Linked DNA regions of Zea mays: region 2 is linked to region 1. A link is a contact called in public Hi-C data. All regions are on one chromosome and are shown on one strand. The core of a region is the stretch at or near the end of the contact, and the rest is flanking DNA. Distances in the headings are between cores, read along the strand shown. Region 1 holds the start of LOC100191999 (Cytokinin-O-glucosyltransferase 1). Region 2 holds the start of LOC100285601.

Evidence for each region. A called contact is a pair of places that touch in the nucleus more often than the background predicts.
Region 2: a Hi-C map of ear shows a contact between it and region 1, with 2.0 times the contacts expected there. The contact joins the promoter of LOC100285601 here to the promoter of LOC100191999 in region 1. A contact is called at or near these places in 2 of 25 Hi-C or Micro-C datasets (bundle sheath and ear).

What each region holds. Positions count from the first base shown.
Region 1 is chr8:124,308,559-124,311,975 of Zm-B73-REFERENCE-NAM-5.0, forward strand. LOC100191999 (Cytokinin-O-glucosyltransferase 1) reads right to left here and starts at 1,528. Exons shown (of 1, transcript NM_001137423.2): 1 at 1-1,528. The coding sequence starts at 1,296.
Region 2 is chr8:124,764,994-124,768,410 of Zm-B73-REFERENCE-NAM-5.0, forward strand. LOC100285601 reads right to left here and starts at 1,535. Exons shown (of 4, transcript NM_001366732.1): 1 at 1,523-1,535; 2 at 1,337-1,430; 3 at 962-1,224; 4 at 521-848. The coding sequence starts at 1,387. The coding sequence ends at 614.

The sequences.
Region 1 (3,417 bases), core at 278-2,777:
CGCCTCCCCCGGCCCGCCTGGCTCCAAGAACCTCGCCACCGCCCGAGCCACCGCCTCCGCCGGCACGAGCTCCCTCTCCTCGTACCTCGTGCTCCGCGCCCCACTCCAGACCCGCTCCCCGATCCCGAGCACGTCCGTCACCAGCCTCTCCTCGATGAACTGGTCGAACACCAGCGGCCACGTCAGCATCGGCACGCCGGCCGCCGCCGCCTCCAGCAACGAGCTCGACCCGCAGTGCGTCAGGAACGCGCCCACCGCTGGATGGGCCAGCACCGCCGTCTGCGGAGCCCACCCTCTCACCAGCATCCCCCTCTCCCCGACGCGCTGCTCCCAGCCCTCCGGCGGCGTCCACCCGTCGGCCCTCACCACCCACAGGAACGGCTCCCCTGAGGCCTCCAGGCCGAGCGCCAGCTCCCGGAGCTGGTCCTCCGAGATGGCGGCGTAGGTGCCGAAGCACACGTACACCACCGAGCAGCTTGGCCTGGAGTCGAGCCACCTGATGCATGGAGACTCGCTGGTGCCTGCCGCTGCCGCCGGCAGCGGCAGTGAGACGGGGCCGACGAAGTAGCAGCGCTTCAAGGATTTGGCGCGCACGTTCGCCTCGCGGTACTCCTGCTCCATGCCTGCGAACGTGTTGTAGGCGACGCCCAAACACCTGGCCTGCGCCGCGTTGCAGGGGCTGAACGTGCCTTGGTCCTTCGCCGGGCGTCTCAGGAACTCCGGCAGCTCGCTGACGGGGATCCGTATCTCCGGCCCTGGCAACCCGGGAACGGTAACGTCACGCGACCCAGAGACGACGGCGCCGGCGAGGATGCGCATGACGAGACCCGAGAAGGGGGCGATGACACTGAAAACGACGCACGGCAGGCCCAGCTCGGCGGCGATGCTGCTGGTCCAGAAGAAGTGGTAGTCCGACACGACGGCGTCGGGGGACCGCTCCCTGAGGAGCGCCTCCTGCGCCGGCCGCGAGAGGGCCTCGTCGATGGCGGCGGCGTCGATGCGCCACGCGTCGTCTCCGGCGGTGGAGAGGTTCTCCACGCCCGGAGCGAGGCCATCCACGCGCGGGAACGGGTACGTGACGATCCTGACCGTGCCGCTCGCCGCGGGGCCGTGGCGCTCGAGCGCCGACCGGACCACCGCAACATTGGCCGGGGTCACGGCGACGGTGGGCTCGACGGCTCCTGGCCTGGCTGCCGCGAGACGGACGGCGAAGTCGATGTAGGGCCCGATGTGGCTGGTGGCGAAGAATGGGATCAGAAGTATGCGCATCTTCTTGCTCTGCTTCGCTGAAGCCATGGCTGTTGCTGCAGCTTGTATTGGTCCGAGCCTTTTTTGAGGAGCAGCAAGACTGCTGCAAGAGCTGTCTTGCTACTTTGATTAAATCAAGCGGTAGGTTGGATGCGCAAGCCAGCCTGCTAATCTCGTGGGCAGTAATCAAATATATGGAGTAGATGCATGTCTTATGTTCATTGACCTATGAACTCTCAGTTAAACACTCTATCTGTAAAACCAGAGGCTGCCAACTTCACGTCCAGTTGTTTGTTTCTGCCTTTGGACCACAAATAATGTACAGATGCGGTGACATGGTGGCATGGGGGCACTGCCACTGCAAGGCTGTCAACTTCTACCTGCATGTCAGACTTGACGCAATACCTCACATGCAGCTTCACAAAATAACAATGCTATAACAATTTCTGGTTAAAGTATTTAAGAGCATCAATTTTTTAACTCTTTATTTAACTCCCTATTTACCTCTCTATAAATACATGCGAGTTATTTTGGCTAGCCCGAGAGTGAAAGAACCAATTTATAGAGCCAGATATTTTGATATTAATTAGTTAAAATTTAGTTTAACCAGGAAAATTTATAATGATTATTAGATTTTTATTTAAAAATATTTTTATATTATTTATTTAGTGTCATAAATATTAATATTTGTATCTATAGATTTTATTATTTTTTAGATACGTTAATAAAAATATAGGAGTGTAAAGTGTTAATAAAAATATAGGAGCGTTAGTAAAAAAACAATGTTTGGTGTGGCTCCTCATCAAATCTTTTGGAGAAACCAGAGAACTCGAGAATGAGTCCCTTTCTGCAGATTTGGCTCCTAGCCAAAAATGTCTGTTTCTCTACTATTCACAAGGAAATACCTCTTTCTCTTAAAAATATTTGGTACCCTCCTATACACAGACTTCTGCCGGAAGAGATGTCATTTCTTTACAGTGACTTCCGATCACTGATGTGAGGCAATGGCCGACCCTCGGGAAAATTACCGGAGATGATCCGATTGCTACCAGGAGAGCCAAATCACTAAATCCCCAAAGCTTTTTTTTATTATTATTTCTCCCCTTCACTGCAACCTTGCCAGAGTGCACATGCATATTCAAATACTACATAATTACGTAGTTAGTTGCACATGCGTTAGTACGATTTTTATATTTTCTTTCTGTCCTAAAATAATATTTATTTTAGAAAGTGTTAATAGATTCATGAAATATTTAATGTTTGTGTTTTATATATGTGTCTAGGTTTATTATCATCAATTTGAATATGGACACAAAAATAAAGATCTAAAACGAATAGTATGACGGAGGGAGTATCATATATGTAGATCATATAAGAAATTTTGTCTTACTTATATATATCAATACTTTGACTTTTCAGAGAATATAACACAACGATCTTAAAGAGTTAGAGTAAAGTTTTGCAGAATATATTTGCTACTTGGCATGTTACTATCCGGTGGTTTCTACGTCGTGGTTGTCATATGTGGTTCACGATTATCTATTAAATATATGCGAGTACAATTACATATGTGTCCGTATTTTGTCATAAAATATTGCCATTGTTTTAATAAAACATACCATTATGCACATATTTTAAATGTATGATGTGTTAAATTCAAAACTGTAAAAATAATGTCTAAATCTTCGATTCAAAACAGGGGTAAAGTCACAAAGAACCAACTAAAGTGAGGCAAAATCATATAGCAAAAATTGTCATTTTATCTCAGAATCAACACTATTGCAATGACTTGATAGAACAAAGGCAAAATTTGCCTACAATTTTAAATTGCAGAGGTAAAAACATAAAGTTAAAAATCAGGGCAAAATCACTATAAGGCCTCAAAGTAGGGGTATAAATGTTTAAGCCCCTATATCTGTTACTATTCAAGAATATTTAAAATAAATCAGATAACATAAATATTGCTAAAAAGACACAAATCATCGCTGCTACAAATATAATGCCAGTTTATCAGGGCTTACACAGACACTATCTATATACGTATATAAGGTCATGAACTTTATTAGGAATACAACGCTCGGTGCATGGGCTGCAAGCCTGGACATCCATAATGAGCCCGTTCCAATAGTCTTTCACGCACAAAATTAAAATAACTTAAACCATTGTTTG
Region 2 (3,417 bases), core at 285-2,784, 460 kb after region 1:
CATGCCCTTTGCACCTTCCAGTCTTCTACGTGGCACGGCCCAAGTAAGCAGGCCGAGACACGCCATACATGAACACTTGACCGAGCCGGCGATGGACTATAGGTTACTTCCGAACGCCCTGCTATGTGGGCCGAAACAATGAAGACACTTGTTCCATTCGATACCAAGCAAGAGGAACATAGGAGCACCGGTCACATGAATGACGCCATAATTATTAATTAATATGGGTCCGATTACCAAATTTCACACAACAATACAATCGAAACCACCACGAAAACATGGAATGCATATCATACCTCGTGTACATGTAATAACGAGGACATATCTGGTGTACATGGAAGCTTAGTATATATGGTGCACATATTAAATCATCACTATTTATTTTAGATTTAACGTCTCTAGTTGATCATTGCAATTTATAAATAATATTTTCCACCGCTATACTTCACCACGTCGGAGGGTGTTCTTAGCAAAATATACCAACAACTAGAGACATTATATCTAAAATGAGTAATGCTGATTTAATATATGCACCATGTACACTAAATTTATATATGCACCAGATATGTTCCCTATAATAATTATGTATACGTATAGGAGGGTGCGAGCGATATCAGGCGGAGCCGCCCTTGAGCCTCTTGGCGATGCCGGCGAAGTACTTGCCCTGGTGGAAGGCGTGCTCCAGCTCCAGTTCCGTCGGCCACCGCGACCCGTCCCCGGCGAACGTGCCCGCGCCGTACGGGCTGCCGCCGTGCACGCTCTCCATGTCGAATATCTTGGCGCCGAACGTGTACCCCACAGGCACGAACACCATCCCGTGGTGCGTCAGCTGCGTCACCGCCGTCAGCCTGGCCGCCACGCCAAGGGGGAAACGTTACCCACTGCTTCTGCGATTCGATCGGTTGGTGCTGCAAGGGGAAGGAAACATGTTGTGAAAAAAGGAGAGGAGACGGCTGCTCACGGCGTGGTCTCCTGGCCGCCACCCTGGGAGCCGGTGCTGAAGAAGAGGCCGGCGGGCTTGCCGGCCAGGCTCTGCTCGCGCCACAGCCCGCCGGTCGCGTCGAAGAAGGCCTTCATCTGCGCCGCCATCATGCCGAACCGCGTGGGGAACCCGAAGAGGACGCCGTCGGCCTCCGCCAGCTCCTGCGGGGTGATGACCGGCGCGTCGGTCTTGGGTGGCGCGCCCATCTTGCCGAGCACCTCCTCGGACAGAATCTCCGGGACCTTCGCGTGTGAAAGTGAAACCGATGGGAATTTGGCGGTGACCATTCCAGACTCACACAACACATTGGTTCTAGCTAACTCGAAGATTGCACCGTTGCTGACAGACACTGACCTGCCATACTTTGACCTCCACGCCTTCAACTGAAGCGGCGCCTTTCTTCATCTCCTCAGCAAGCTTGGCAACGTGCCCGTAGGTGGAGTAAAACCTGTTGAGAAAATGGGAGCGCTTTTTACTGATGCCCGATCGAGAAGAGAACCAAAACAATCTAGTAGTACAGTACACAGGTCAGTTTCTCACTTTCAGTAAATACACAATTCTCATTCATCAATCAAGGAACATTATGAATAGTAAGTGTCAAATAGATTTCGGCGTAAAGATGTACTGGAAAGAAACAGGTGTTCGACATCTTCTAATCAAGGGTTTCTAGATGCTCTTGCTTTTTGGGTAGTTGGACAATCTCATTCAGGCAGGCAGCAAAACTAAGGCATGGGTGTAATATTATTTACTTATACCAAACGGCATTAGAGTGGTTGTCTATCCTTTTAACCTGTCATATAGATGTGACTACAGCCAAAGATCGAGATGCGTTGTGGATTGAAACCTACACCGTGGGTTACCAATAACAATATGATGCTAATTTTTTGCTGCTCAAAAGCGACATCATGTGAGGTGTGTGTGTTCCTCAAAACTGAAATGCTGCCTGTTCCATGGTGAATCGTACTCAGAAGACGAATGGACCCGCATGCCATGTTGTTTGGATGCTAGTTTTCTACGAAACAAATACTCAAGAGAAGCAAAACTGTCCATCAAGTAAAGGGTCCATGAGTGTGATGCGAAAGTTGGAAGCAACAGCAACGAGAGTCAAGAGGTAGCAAACCAAGCATGCATGCCCATCAGCAGACAGAGTGGAACTGCACTGTTGTAGTGGAAAATACCTATCAACAGAAAAAGGGCATCTGTGGATTGCATAATTGCCCACAAGAGAAAAAAGTAATGTGTCGTTGAGGTGGTGCATTCTAGAAGTTTGCGTGTACAGACGGAGACTCGGTCACACAAAAAAACAGGAAAGAGTATATTATTACGACTGATGCATTTTTTTAAATCTTTTTGAACAAAAGAGAAAGTGATGCATTATTTTTATCTTTTTGAGCAAAAGAGAAATCGGTATCATTTTCCATTGTAGTAGGAGTAGGTTTCACGTCCATGCTTGGATTTCCATCTCAAACAAAAGATAGAAAGTAAATATGATAAAGATCCCTGATAAGTGATAGATTAACCTCGAGTTCAGTTACTTGGACATGTGGTTCACTCTGCCTAATACAAATGTAGGTTCCATATTTTAAATGTTGAGTCGTCCTTTTATATGTATATAAATATAAAAAAGGGGGGATGTTCCGTTGTACTACGTACTAGCAGCAGGAGGGAAACAAAAAAAAACTAAAATCGCATCGCTAAATCAAATGCCCTTATGCTCTCAGCAGCTGGTGGGAGCAAGGAGTTGGTGAAGATGTCATACATGACCAAATGAAATGGTTTTCAAAGCAGCCGTCCTTGATAATAATGATAGCAGCAACCTAATCAATCGGCATAGAGCCCCCGCCTATTAGGCTGAGCGACAACAACGCCAATATCATCAGGACGTTAGCGCTTCCACGACATATATTTAGAACCCCTAGCCAGCTAACAAACTATTAGCCATGTAATAAACTAATTGTTTGCGTAACCGAGAAACCGGTAAAATTTACCGTTCTCAGCGTCATTGTTATTAAAACGTCGCTTAAACGTCGTTTAAACGATAAAACGTAGTTAGAGTTTAGAACGTCCGATCGTTTTAGCAAAAACACGTAGAACGTCCGTTTATCACGTTTAAACATCGCTTAAACGTTGTTTTCTCGTTTTCGAACGTTCTAGGCGTGTTCAGGACGTTCTACGTGTTATTGGGCCTTTCACAAGCCAAAAAATACACAGGGCTGCCAGGCGTCCTGTGCTGACAGCCTCCCTCCTCTCCTCTCCTCTGCCCCCTCCCCCTCTCCATCCCCCAACAGTCCAGCACTGCCAGGCCAGTGAAGCGCCACCCTCCCTAGTTTTAGACTTTCAATCATCAAGACTTCCAAGTTCAGTCTTCCAGTTCAGACAGTGGTGCCCTCCCTAGTTTCAGACTTTCAGTCATTAAGAGTTTATGGTTACTGATC